Regions from separate parts of the Mus musculus genome. Here all the other regions are linked to region 2. Evidence: chromatin contacts called from public promoter capture Hi-C data. All regions are on one chromosome and are shown on one strand. Each heading gives the region's core, a stretch centred on a gene start, on an enhancer-like site or on the middle of the called end of the contact. The rest is flanking DNA. Distances are from core to core; before and after follow the strand shown.

Region 1 (5,056 bases), core at 1,440-3,939, 3.1 Mb before region 2:
TGTTTCCTTCTGTGGAACAGAATTTAAATATAATTGGATCACAGTTGGTTACTTGCATGACATTTGTGCCACTATTGTACCCATGAGCACATCTTGACATGATATTTGTTATTGTAGCTCTCAGGGTTCACATCTGGTGAGACCCTTGGTGATTTTTCTACCCCAGAAGCCTGCATAGCATCTTTGGGTACCATGAAAGCTAATTAACAGACAGAAAGCTTCCTGGTCAGTAACAACTTGATTTCCTCCATGTAGTGGAGTCTTCAGTTAAGAGGGTCTTAGCCTAAAGTTCTGGTGGGCAACTAAGAGTAATAGACATAGGCTATATTATTTGGGGAGTCTCTAGAACACCCCTAACCAACAATTTATCCTACACGTGACAGTGGGCTTTTTGTTTTGTCAACCTGTGGCATATGGGAGGAACGTATCCCCTTTATAGGGTAACTACAATTAAACTCTTTTATATGAATACTAATGTTTCATATGTGTGTGCATGCTTAGGTTTGTGCGGATATGCATGCATGTGCATACCCCAGGAGCTTGTCTGTTTGACATAGGGTCTCCCAACTGGGACTAAGGAACTAACTAGTTAGGCAAGACTGGTTGTCCAGCAAACTCTAGAGATGTTTCTGTCTCTACTTTCTCAGTTCTGGGGTTATGAGTCCGTGCTGTTTTTTTTTACGTGGGCACCAGAGACCAAACCTCTCATTCTCATGCTAACAGGTACAGCTTACAGGTACAGCTCAGCACTGACTGCCCCTTATTCAATTGTTCTTGTCATAAAAATCCTATGTCCTCTGCTTTCAAAGGGGAAATCACTAGTTTTATTACCTATATTATCCTTATTCCTGTTATTATCCTGTTATTACCAAGAAGGTGTTAAACTCCTGTTGTCACTGCATGCAAATTAATTTCTAAAACTCAGCGGTATCTACCCTGACCCATGTTAACAGGAATCGTCTGTCTTTGGAGTGAGTCTGGGAGGATACTGGTTTGATGCTAGTAATGCTTCTCTCAGAACCATGTGACCCTCTTACTCCAGAGAAGACAGGAAACAACAATTCAGAAACTCAATCGCATGCAACATGGTTGGCTGGCTTGGGACTTCTCAGGGTTTAACCAATTATGAGTTCGAAGTCAAGAACAAAAGTAGCAGAACTAGGGACACAAGCAGGATCGTGGTCATCTCCTGATAAGAATGGACCCATGGGGGGATTTTTACTCTTATTAGTCACAGGAACAGGAAGAACATAATCCAGGTCTGAATGCTGTCTTTGTTGTAAATCAGATAGGCCTGGTAGGATAGACTGTATTGTCACAGGCTGAGTGACTCCACCAGATAGAAAATCTCTCCTTACTCTGTTTCCTGTGTCTAAGCTGGAATCTATTCATAGACTTGAGAAGACTAGCTGAAGAGATACCTTTAACTTATATGCCCATGTGCCATGGCCCTGGTGGCATGGTATTATTACTGAAAACAACAGCAATCTATAAATTTACCCGTCTATGAATCTGCTTTTCCTAAAGCAAAACAAAAGCAAAAACACCCCCCAACACACACAAAAACTTTGTAGACTTAAAAATTATATTTTACACACATTATTAAAAGACTACTAGGCAAGAAGCCAACTCCTTCCAGAGAAGTTCTGTGAGGAGAGATGCAATTGATTGATTCCAGGAAGTGAATCATCAGGCAGGATGAAGCTATTTGATTTTGTGTCCCAAGGTCATTTTGTCTAGCAGATGGGAAAGCAGAGATGGTCAAAATTTGAGAAGTTCTTGGCCGAGTTAATCTTACTTCTCTAAACACAGTGAGCTTAGCCGTGAGACTGAGGAGGGAGGGCAGTTCCACTGTTAGAGCACCCAGGAAAGCTGTTCAGGAGATCTTAGAGGGAGGGAGCTCCCATTAAGAGTGCTCTGAAGCCAGCAATGGAAGGGAAGGGAAACAGCAGTTCAGGAGACATCCAGACACACTTCAGAAGGTCCCCAGAAACAGGGTAAACTTTGACCTATGTGACCTCTGCCTGGTATCACTTCACATTTTCAAGATGGTTTCCTGGAGGCACTGAAGAGTGGGACTTAGCCATCAGTCAGAAAGACGCCTTGGCTTAAGATGTCTGTGGCAGTAGCTTCAAAACAAAACAAAACAAAACAAAACAAAACAAAACAAAACAAAACAGAACAGAACTGTGTTTGTTGGGTTACCGTGTCTTTCAGAAGTTGGAACAGCCACTGTGTCTTTCAGCATGGCATCTGGGCCATCTACAAAATCACTTGTCAGTGTCTGTCAGTGGGTGACACTGTCAGCAAACTTGGTGCCTTGTAGTTTGGACTTGTACAGAACCTATACGCATACTTGTTGACAGTCTCCTTTGCAGACACTACAATAAGTGATTGTGTAAAATGTTAGCAACCCTCTTTGATGCCACAGAGCTCACACTCCAGAGATAGTTGGATACACACTCAACTTCCTCATTTAAACTTCTTAACTCCTAACTTATTCATATATTTAAAACAACACCACCACCACCAACAACTCAGCAACCAGTTTGAAAGCATGTTTGGTATGAATGGGTATAAAGTAACTTCTTTCCTGGACTGAATGTAATGATACCTTTTATGATACCCAGTGACTCTCAGATATCAATAAAAATGTTGTGGTTAATGTTTGACTGGGGGGGTGGGTGAAGGGAGAGGCTAGAGGAGCAGAACAGGTTGAGGAAGTGTCTCTTAGGGTTCTTCAGCCACAGCAAGTGTCTCCACGGCTGAATGGACGACAAAAACTTCTAAGCAGCATTTCTTACTTACTGAAAGGTAAGGGTGAATTGTCCTCAGTATTCTTCCAGAAGTTTGTAAGAATGATAACTTAGATGATGGGTGGATGGCTTAAGAAGGGCTGATAAATGTATCCCTTGAGGCCAAGTGTGTACAGCTACAAAAGGTGCTTGTCCCTGGTGTCCTTAGCTTTTGGGGAGGACACAGTTCCTTTCTCTAATAGTTATTTCTCATGAGTCTGTATTTCAGACACTCACTGGATGAAAGTGGCTTTTGGTCGAACTGAACTTGGAGTGGAACTAAGGGAACATTGGGTTCTCTGAGGTGTAAATGAGTGTGAGCACCTGTCATTAGGGATCAGCATCTAAAACTGGTCTGAGAACATTTCCAGAACTATGTTGTAGGAATTGGAGTTAGAATCCTAGTCTCATAAGTTGTGGTGTCTCTCACATGTCTTTAGAGATCATTCAGTCTACTTTTTGGAGGAGACAAATCCAGTGTTGGATTCTTAACACTGTCTGGAACGTGGAAGGGTTGGCACAGAGGAGAAAGGAGACTTTTAAAGAAAGCACTAGAAGAAGAGCGAAAGGGAGACCAGTCCCACCTTGCAGGTGGGAAAGGGAAGTTGCTGTGGGGGTGGGGTGGGGTGCTTCTGGTTCCCTTCATAGCAGATGAACTGTCTGCTAATGAGGGATTCTCAAGATATCATATGCGCACTGGGAATCTTCATAGTTTTGGCCATTGCCAGTGTGTTTTGATTACAGGTGACTTTATAGAAATGACACAGATGCTCCCTGTAGTAGGGTGTACCAAGCAAACTGTTTGGGCAATACTTTCTTTCATACTTTTCTATAAAAATGTAAGTAGCAAGTAAGGCATTGTTTAAAAGAAGAAAGTGCACACTGGGATAACAAGAAAAACAGTCAACATTGAGGTGTTCTAAAGAAATAAAAGGACTCCTTTTCTGGAGAGTCTACAGTTAACTGGGGGACATGCATTTTATGAGTCTTTGGGGTTGGTCAGTTGGGTTGGGCCCATTTCATCATTGATTGGCTAGAGCACATGAGGCTGTGCACTTATGTTCTCTGAACCTTAATCTTTTTCATTTAGATAACAGATAATCTGCCCAAGTGGGTGACCATGAGGAACAAATGCATAGGTAAAGTGCTTGCTGTAATGGTAGCCCCTCAGTGAAGGTTGGCTTTCTTTTTCAGGAGAAAGTCCAGATACTGAGTCAGGTCAAGCTGAGGTGTTACTGTTTGCTCTGTAAGAAAACAAAAACAAAAACAAAAACACCCGCCTTGTGCTTATGATTCTCCTGCATGTTAGGATTATATGTGTGTACCACCACAGCCTTCTAGAAAGATCATTCTCTATTGTGTGCGTGTGTGTGCGCGCACACACACACACACACCACACACACATCCCCCCAAGCTATGTTAAGAACATGGGATTGGACATGATAATAAGAATGATAAGATGATTGGGTTCTGATGAATAATATTCAAAAGTCAAAAGTCCCCCAGACAGTTTCCATATAAGTCTTCAGGTTTGAAGATCTGAGGGAAGATCTGAGCTCTGAGGGAAGTCATTGCTGTTGAACATAAATACTGCATTTGCAGTATTTTCTTCTTACCAAGGCCAAAGTTTGTCCTGTGTCCTACTGTCAAAGGCAGGATCCAGAAAGAGAACCTGCTACACTTTTGTGTTGGGAGAGGACTCTGGGAAGCAACCCTGTGCATCCTTTTGTTCCTGTCTCAGAAGGTCCACGAATAAATGCACATATGGGTGTGGAAACACTTAGTCATTTGTTGTCATAAAATTGTGTTCATTCAGAAACTTCTGGTGTTTAACTTAGAATGGGTCTAGCCTTTCTGTGGCCAACTCATTGATTCTTAAACAATGGAAGATATGATGAATTTTCTTACGTGTCTGACCCATCTGTCATTTGTAAGTTGTGATAATGAACATGAATATTTACTTCAATTTGAGGCATATTAACTTACTACAATAAGACAGTCACCCAGTGACTCAATTATTAATTGTATTAAAATATATATTTTCATGTACATAACACTTAACAGATTAAGCTATATTTCCTAGTTGCATAGGTGGTAAAGAAAACCTTAACTTTTAAAAAAAATTCTCTAATAATGACAATATGAATTTATCTAAGATATCTAGATTCGATACTTTCTTACCATATTTAAAAGGTTATCACTTGTTGGTATGATTAAACCCAGGGCCACAATCATGGTAGGCAAGTGCTACATGCAGCTCT
Region 2 (4,371 bases), core at 23-2,522:
GTAGGCACTTTTTTGCTGTTCTTCCATTTAAAAAAAGAAAATCTGCCCATAAACCTGGTCACAAAAATACTAAAGAAATGTACAGCTAGGTGTGGTGGTGCATGCCTGTAATCCCAGCACTTGTGAAGTCACACCAGTAGGATCTGAAGTTAAAGTTCAAGGTTTAGCCTCTGCTCCAAATCCACATGGGTGACAGCCTAGACTACAAGGCACTCTGTCTAAAAAAACTAATGTCGAGGAAATGTGATGTGTGACTGTATGACTCGATTTCAGAATTTTGAGACCGTATTCAATAAGCAGTTCAACACACTCAGACAGCTGTTTGCTCGGGCTCAGAGACAAGCTTCGCTCCCCATACCTTACTGTCCTTGAAAGTCAATTGCTTCAATTGCTCCAGTTCTTCCCTGTGTTTTTGCTCCATTTCTCTTTCCAATTTAGCAACATCTTCCGTGAGCTGCTTCCTCCTCTTTTTGTCGTTTTTGGGAACAGCGTTCTTCATTCCCTGAATTTTGGCTAAAAAAAGTCATCAAAACAGCCGTGTCAGAGCCCCCGGACCAAAAAGCGAAAAGCAGTTAAGAGGGTGGGAAGAGGTACAATTATAGAATGTAAAGTAATTATAGAAGCAATTAATCATGACACAACAATCAGCTACGGAGAAAGGTCCGGATGAGGCTTGCGACCCAACGTAAACACAATCTCGAATTTGTTTGGTTTGACAGGGCAAAACCAAGGTTAAAAAACTATACTAAGGTAAAACTTCTGCCTTTTAAATATCTTTCTCTGTGACCGACAAGCCAAGGAGAAGCAATTCAGACCACACCACTAAGGCCAGGCGTCGGGATCGGGGGCAGGAATGGGAAGGGAGGAAGAGGAGGTCCAAGACTTTGGTCTCCAGGCACATCACTCAGCAGCAGCACGTGCACCGGACCCGCTAGGGGTCCACGGCAGGTCGCACACGGGGACATCTCCGGGGACTGCAAATAAGGGGGTCGAGGGAATGGGGAAAGCTGGAGAAGACTGATCAAAAGTTATCTGAGGGAAAGCCTAGACGGATCCAGGACGTGTGCCCGTCCAGGTACCAGAGGACACACTCCACGCTCCCAGCCTTGGGTGTGGACGCCTCTTACATTCCCAGCCCCTTTCCCGTCACCTTGCAGCTCCTTCTTCTCCTTCCGATGCCTTCTCACCAGCTGCTCCTCATCATCGAGCTCTTCAGCCACGACCTCCTCCATGACGACCAGGCGGCCCGGCACCCGCGCTGAAGGAGATCCGCACCTCAGGAGGGCCAGCACCTCCCACTCCTCAACCCTCACCCGGGGCGCCATTGGCCGCCGGGAAGGCCCAGCCCCGCCTCAAGGCGGCTCCGGATCCAGGTCTAACCACTGAAACCGGGAGACGCCGACATGGGCTAGGGCGCCTGCGCGCTCGGACCGCTCTGGGCGGCGCGCCGGAAGCTGGGATTGTGCGATTAAGGACGCGCCCGGCGCTGGAGCAACCGCAGCACAAAGCTACGCGCCAGGCGATTGGCCCTGACGGGGCGCACGGAGATGACATCACGGACGTTCTTTCGCACAGCTTTCAATTTGTGCTTTAGAACGCTCCGTAGTTGTCCTCTTTGCCAAAACATGTTGAAAAGATTTTTTTTTTAATTTTAATAAAAGCGTGGTTTGTTTTCAATGAGGATCTTTACGTTATATTAGTCATACACTAGGGAATGGTTTGTTTTTTGTTTTTTTACAATGTGGTAAAAGGGGAAACGCTAAGTAAGGAATGCCTACTCTTGAAATAAGTGATGAAAGAGATAAAAAAGGACTAAGCTTAGTAAAGTCCATTTGCTAAATTCAGTTGTAAAACGATTAACAGTGATGTCAGGGTGTTTTGAAGATTTGAGGCAAGATTTAACAAATGTAACTCGTGTGCCACAAAAACAAATTAGCAAAGGCAAACAAGAATGCTCACGGAATGGTGGCAGGAGTGGAAGACTCAGAGTGTTGGTCCAGTAAAATTTAAAAAAAAAAAAAAATCTCTATTTAGGGCTGATTGTGGTTGTGTAGGCCTTTAATCCCAGCACTTAGGAGGCAGGCAGGCAGATCTCTGTGAGTTTGAGGCCAGCCTGTCTACATAGGGAGTTCCAGGATGTCCAGAGAGTTACATAGGTGAGACCCTGTCTCAAAAGTCGATAGACAGGGGCTGGCGAGATGGCTCAGTGGATAAGAGCGCCAACTGCTCTTCTGAAGGTCCCGAGTTCAAATCCTAGCAACCACATGGTGGCTCACAACCATCCATAGCGAAATATGATGCCCTCTTCTGGAGTGTCTGAAGACAGCTACAATGTACTTTCATATAATAAATAAATAGATCTTAAAAAAAATAGATAGACAAACATATTCTTTTTTATATATAAATGCCTGAGACAGAACAAAACAAATGAAGTTGAAATAATATTTCTGGAAATAATTGAAAACTTATTTCCAGAGATGAATAATGAACTGCACCTACAACTGTATAAACCTGTAAGGGGTTGTATTAGTCAGGGTTCTCTAGAGTCACAGAACCTATGGAAAGTCTCTATATAGCAAGGGAATTTATTGATGACTTGCGGTCTGTAGCCCAAACTCCCCAACAATGGTGAGCAGCAGCTGTGAATGGAAGTCCAAGGATCTAGCAGTTGCTCAGTCCCACAAGGTAGGCAGGTGAAGAAGACAGAGTAAATCTTCCTTCTTCCAACATACTTATGGAAGTCTTCAGAAGGTGTGGTGCAGATTAAAGGTGTGTTCCACCACGCCTTTAATCCCAGATGACCTTGAACTCAGAGATCTCCCTATCTTAATCTTCTGGGATTCATAGCCACTATGCCTCAAGAGCTCCATGCCAAGATCTAGGTCAGAAACTTGCATCTCCCAGCCTCCAGATTAGGATCATAGGTGAGCCTTCCAATTCTGGATTGTTTTTCATTCCAGATATAGTCAAGATGACATCCAGGAATAGTCACTACAGGGATACATTTAAATTAATTTTGGTGAAGAGAAAAGAACAACTACACATATCCTGTTTTGTTTTGTTTAATTTCAATGTTGTGGGCGAGTGTTATACAAGTATCTAGACTAAGAAATCCAGTTATGACCTAAGATACTTTTCTTGCAACTCTAAAAAGCCAAAAAGCAGTGCAATAAAATCACAGAGAAATGTAATTTTTATATGAGAGCTGTATACCCTGCCAGGCTTAGAGACTGGAAATTTCTGGAGTTAGACTAAATACATTTTGCATTATGATGTGGACATCAGGCTATAGGGCCAGGAAGTGGAAGTTGGTTTGAATAAGAATGTACCCCCAAAGGCTCAGATATTTGAAGACGCGGTCCCCAGTTGGTGGTGCTATGTGGGTCGGAGCATAAGGTATTGCATTGCTGAGGAAAGTATGTCATTGGGGATGGGCTTTTGATTCCAAAAATGTGTCAGCCCAGTTTTCTTGGGGTTGTTAGTGATGTTTTGTTGTTTTTCTGATTCCATCCTGTGATTGGAGGCATAAGTCCTTAGACTCAGCTCTCACCATCTTGTTTCCACTCTACCATCATGGACTCTAATCCTGTGAAAACCAAATATGCCAAATAAGTTGTTTATTTTGTAAGTTGGCCTCATTGTAATATTTCATTACAACAACAGAAAACTAATTAATACAGCAACTGGAAGGAATTCTTAAATATTAAGGGTTAAGAAAATAAGTCAGTAAAGAACTTTCTCTGAATTTTTTTGCTTAATGATGTTGTGGTCTAAAAGGCGCTCCACAAACCACATGAACACTAATCTCAGTCAGATAGGGATGGTTTATTGAATACACACCGTATTATTGGTCAGAACAGGGACATGATTCAGAATGATGACAATGGACATCTTTCTCTGTCAGCTTATAAAGGAAAAAAATCACAAAAAAACACAATGAGTTCATACACAGGTGCAAGAAGTCCTTCCCAGTGGCCAGCTCTATCTCAAGCTATTTTAGACATAACAGTTTATACTGACCTCTGATTTCATAGGTCCTACAAAAGGCTTTGTGAAATTTCTTAAGATTGGCAAACCTCTCACAGAATATTCACAACATGAAGAACAAAACAGGGTATGTGGTCAGTATGTCCATGCACTGAGCCAAGTCACTTCTATATGTCAATGACTGGCAGGCATATTACAGCAACAATGTAAAATAGCTGCCAGACATGAAACAAAATGACTACAACTATGCTGGGGGCAGGTCATAGCAGGTGTTATAACACAACCAATCAATAACACCAACTGAAATGGCTAAAGTGAGGAAAAATCACATGAAATTTTTAATGGTATGAAAACTATTTAAAGGAATGACGCTTGGATCAATTT
Region 3 (4,956 bases), core at 1,815-4,314, 3.2 Mb before region 2:
TTGCAAACACTACATTATTCCAAGCTGCACAAAATTATGTTCCTAACAGTGAGAAAACAGGGGAGATATAGAAAGTATGGTGCAGATGTGTGGAGAAATGCCTGCTTGTCCATAGGGATGAGAGAAGGAATTCTGTTCTGAGATTGCCCTTTATTTCACAGAACTCATAGGTAAGTACTGTACTTTAGGAGTATCTGTGTTGGCTCCCAAGTATCAGCACAATAGGAATTACAGACTATATATTTTTGTCTAATGCATTCTTTTTAAATGTACTATGTTAATATTTAGAAATCTGCTTTCCTTTTCTTTTTGCGTGTGTACATTCCATGCTGTACATTCATATTTACTTAGGGAACCTGTGTGTGTGCCTGCATGTGTACAGAGGTTAGAATTGGTGGTCTGTCTTCTTCCATTATTGATCTCTGCTTTATTTACTGAGACAAGGTCTCTGACTAAACCTCGAATTCTCAGATTGGGCTAATCTAAGCTAGCCAGTTACCCTGGGAATCCCCTGTCTTTACTTCCTGAATTTAGGGATTAGAGGTAGGTTGCCATGCCTATCCAGTTTTTTGTTTTGTTTTGCTTTTAAAGACAAAATTTCTTTATGTAGCCCTTGGCTGTCCTGCAACTGGCCTCAAACTCATGGAGATCTGCCTGCCTCTGCTAGGATTAAAAGCTTGCTTATTTGGGTGGTGGGGAGCTGAACTCTGGTTTTCATGCTTGAATGACAGGTACGTTATTGTCTGAGTCGTTTCAGTAGCCCATGTTGTCTCTTGATGCAAGGTCTTGTTATATATAGCCCAGTTTAGCCTTGAACTTGTGCTCTCCGCATCCCTGGGCATGTAAGCACTACACCCAGCTTCTATTCCTTTGTTTGTTTGTGTCCAGGCCTGCTCAGTCAGTCAACAGGTTCTCCAGTACAGGAGTGAGGATTAAAAAGAAAAAAGACAGTTAGACAACATTGTAGTGTGACCCCAGTCTATTCTGAGACTGAAGGCAAATTTTTATTTTCTAACCCACTTTTTATACCATTTTAATTACATGCAAGTATTTTCGGCAAGCAGCACCATAAGGAACTACTAACAAAGCAGCAAGTGAAGTGATTACTCCCAAGTTAGTTGTTAAAAAGGGCTTGTCATAATGACCAAAATACTTGAGCCCACTTCCTCGTCCAAGCCCAAAATCTTGCCTGAAGCCTAGTTCCACCCTAAGACTAAAATTCCTGCCTTAACCTACTCCCCTTTTACAGCCTAAAGTTAGATTCTTGTGGAAATTTACTTCCTTATTATGCCCTAGTATCAGATTCCTGCCTGAAGCCCGTTTCCTTGTCCTTGGCCAATGTCAGACTCCTGCCAAGCGGTACCCCAAAAGGATTTCCACATGTTCGTTTTACTTTTTGAAGAGATAATACATTTAAAGCTTGCAGCATTTTGCTAGGCTCATTGATCCTGTTTGTACATGTTTATTGTCTAGTACTCAGGGTAATCATGAGTTGGAGGCTAGCCTGGGCTACATTGAGAATTTGAGCTATACAGGGAGACTGTCTCAAATCAATAGCAAACAGCTCCAACAAAGTGAGGATTCAGTAAGTTTAGTTTGCTTCTTGGTTAAAGAAATGAAAACAAAGTAAATAACTTTAGGGGCTGAGTTGTAGATCAGGGGTCCAGCATGTGGCCAGCAATCATAAAGACCTCCTGCACCAGGAGACATCTTTGTAGCATTTCTGTGCACTCCTGCTTTCTACCAAGCGGCTGTGTCTAGATGCACCTTTATATTTGGGGTCTTGAGCTGTGGTCAGGACCATTGGTGTAGGTTTGCTTAACTGTTGTACAGAGTTGCTCTTACCTCCTAAACAGCACTTGCTTAGTTGCATGCGGCCGCGGCTTTGGGAGTTGGTTTTGCCTTCCACCATGTGAGCCTAGGGATCAAGGGCAGGCTGTGGGCCTTGGCAGCATGCTTTCACCAGATGAGCTGTCTTGCCGGTCTTTGCCTGAATCAAACATGTTCAAGTTGCGTTTTCTTTACTATTTCTTTAGTTTTGAGGCGCTGGAGATTAAAGCTGGGGCCTTGAACGTGTTAAGCACTTGCTGCACCTCACGTCTTTCATCCGTTCCAGGTAATCCCCTATCTGGACAAGCACACCGGGAGGAAATGAGCTTGCTTTGTTTTCATGATGATCACGTGCTTCAGACTAGCATTAAACAGGAAAACTCATAGCTAGATTAGGTGTTCCTTTTCATAGTCCATGTGGTGTGATTAAGATAAACAAGACATTGCTTTAATAGAAACACGATTTTGTTTGTACATGATCATGCCATTTCTCACCATTAATTTTTACACATGATAAAGCAGGATAGCATATTTACGTACGATACAGGTAGAGTAATAGCGAATATTTTTATCTGGGTTTTATATCTAGTATTCAGTAAACACTTGTCCTTGAATAACACAATTATGCAGAGGATACTATCCGCTGGAGACGACGAGGAAGCTTAGCTTTCCTGCAGTCTGAGCTGGTGTAACCTAACTAGCTAGAGGCTATGCAATTCCTGATTGACAGCAGGACCAGCAGTATGCAGAGTCTGTAAGGGAGAACACCCAGCTCAGAGGCAGTGATTAGAGCTTTGTCAGGAACCGCCACGTTCACCCCTGCCTGGTGTCTTGTGTTTTTCGGTCTACTAGATTTGTAAACAAATAACACAGAACAGTTCCTCTTTTGTTTTTATTAAAGTGACTGCGGTGCTGTTTCAGCCCCTCTGCCAGCATACATGCGTGGAAATGTGATATTCTCACTAAATTAGCTCATTTTAAGCTGTGGTTCCTGCTTATCTCCAGACCTTTGTGCATTAAATCCTATCTGGAGCTGCTCCCTGTATACACAAGTGTGTTTTGCTTGTGCTCTCCTGCCTTCTGTGAGAAGCTAGCTTTATGTAGGTCAGGCTTGGCTTAAGCGGCTTTCCTGAACCTGCGTAAGTCAGCTTAAGCTGGAGGAATTTTAATAAGCCCTCCCCTGTAGGCGTGGGCCTAAATGAGGCTAGCCTAGTTAAGCCTGATCTTTCTGTTTGTGAAAAGAGCTGAGCAGAGCTGAAGGCTGCATGGTGGTTTCAGAAACGGCCTACTTAATTCCAAAAGAACAATGGTAGGAAAGGCTAGATCTTCCAATTTTACCTTATCTGAAAAGCTTGATTTGCTAAACCTTGTGAAGCCATATGTGAAAATTCTCGAAGAGCACACTAATAAAAATTCAGTAATAGTGGAAAAGAATAGATGTTGGGATGTCATAGCAGTTAACTATAATGCGATTGGAGTAGACCGCCCTCCTCGCACAGCTCAGGGCCTACGCAGCCTTTACAAAAGGCTCAAAGAATATGCCAAACAGGAGCTATTGCAGCAAAAGGAGGCCCAGTCTGAGTTTAAAAGCAGTGTTTCGGAGCCCACCAAGCAAGTCATGGAAATGATTCCCCAGATTGCCAGCTTCGGCCTCATAAGAGACAGGAGCCACATACAGAGGTAAGCCTTATTTTATTTTGTTGTGGGAATTATGGCGCCTCCTATCTCTTGGGCTCTGGCTTAGCTGTGCTAGACATGTGCATAGCGAGCGTCCCCACAAGGGGAGCCGTGAACAGTGTCTTTGTTTTGCTTTCTTAAAAAAAAAAAAAAAAAGTAAAGCTCTGAGGAGTTCTCTGTTAGGACAGCTTGCAGCTGCTTTCCCTCCATCCTGCCGATTCCACAAGTAAAAGTTAAGGCAGAATTGATGGGATGAAGCTGTGACATCACTAAGTGAACTTTAAAGCCTTCATAGCGTAGAGTGTATAAAGTAATGGGTTTTACTATGACATTTTTACACATTTATTATATACTTTGATTATATCTCATAAACTTGTAAGCCTTAAAATTAGATTACTTGCTTCTGTGAGAAATTATTCTTTTTAAAGATTACATGTCATTGAAATTAAAAAAAAATTTTTTTACATAAAAGTTATATGAAGTTAGTAGTTTTGGGAGCAAATGGGGACTTTGTTTTTTTATGAATTATTACTGTGTATATTTCCTGAATATGCACTAAAGTAACAAAACTTCCTTGATAGATAACATGATTGATTCTAAGTGAAGACTGTTTTGTTTCTCTAGTGTGTTTGAAGTTGGTAAGACAGACACATTGACGAAAGGAGCTTAATAGCTAGCTAAGGGGTTCCAGTTACATAACAGAGTAAAGTGTAATTGGCTAATGGTCTAGTTCCACTCTGACATTGGCTCATAGGGAAGGTAAACTTTCTCATACTGCCCTCTGTAACTTATAAGACTCACATTTAATAAGGGCAACTGAAATAGGGATTGAAAACAGTTTGCGTTAGGTATGATTGTTTGCCTAAAAATTTTAAAAGCTGTTACCTGTGATCAATTTAAATTTAATTCTTGACATAAGATAAAAATGGCAGCTCCTTTCCTTTCTACTGACTGACTTAGGGTACTTTACACAAACTGCAAGCTCTATTAGTTGAAGGCCCTTTCAAACAAAGACTCAAGTGCTTTGCTGCTCTAGGAGAGGCGTTAGATAAGCAAAATTGCTGACTACCTGTGGGACTTTTTGAAGTTAGGGGAGAAAACATTTTAGCTGAAACTGTCTGTTGTTTTGGTAACATTAAAAGATATTTTTTAGTGTTTTACCCTATACTGCTTATTTTTATGTGATTTTTTTTTTTTTTAAAAAAGCACTGCATCTGGGAATTCAGGACATGGCTGTGCAGGGGGTTAATTCTTTCGACCACTGCGAGAAATTTTCACTGTGATGGCAATGAGATTCTATTGGGTAATCTATTGGATGGGTAATCTCCACAGTAAAAGCGTTTGACACTGGACTACTTGTTTTAAATTTTGCTCTTTTCAAAAATAGCCTGAAGAGAAATGACTTTTGTTTTACTGGTATAAAACTATACCTTTTGGGTATTAAATTTA

The links. Promoter capture Hi-C pulls out the DNA fragments that hold promoters and counts their contacts.
Region 1: a promoter capture Hi-C map of pre-B cells shows a contact between it and region 2. The contact joins the promoter of Cdh17 here to the promoter of Otud6b in region 2. A contact is called at or near these places in 1 of 39 promoter capture datasets (pre-B cells) and 1 of 484 Hi-C or Micro-C datasets (B cells).
Region 3: a contact with region 2 is called in a promoter capture Hi-C map of pre-B cells. The contact joins the promoter of Fsbp here to the promoter of Otud6b in region 2. A contact is called at or near these places in 2 of 39 promoter capture datasets (cranial neural crest and pre-B cells).

The regions. Positions count from the first base shown.
Region 1 is chr4:11,755,468-11,760,523 of GRCm38.p6, forward strand. It overlaps Cdh17 (cadherin 17), which reads left to right and starts at 2,690. Exons shown (of 18, transcript NM_019753.4): 1 at 2,690-2,814.
Region 2 is chr4:14,825,141-14,829,511 of GRCm38.p6, forward strand. Otud6b (OTU domain containing 6B) reads right to left here and starts at 1,273. Exons shown (of 7, transcript NM_152812.4): 1 at 1,151-1,273; 2 at 359-513. The coding sequence starts at 1,232.
Region 3 is chr4:11,576,598-11,581,553 of GRCm38.p6, forward strand. Fsbp (fibrinogen silencer binding protein) reads left to right here and starts at 3,065. Exons shown (of 2, transcript NM_001256142.1): 1 at 3,065-3,510. The coding sequence starts at 3,137. The region is part of intron 3 of Rad54b (RAD54 homolog B (S. cerevisiae)); the gene reads left to right.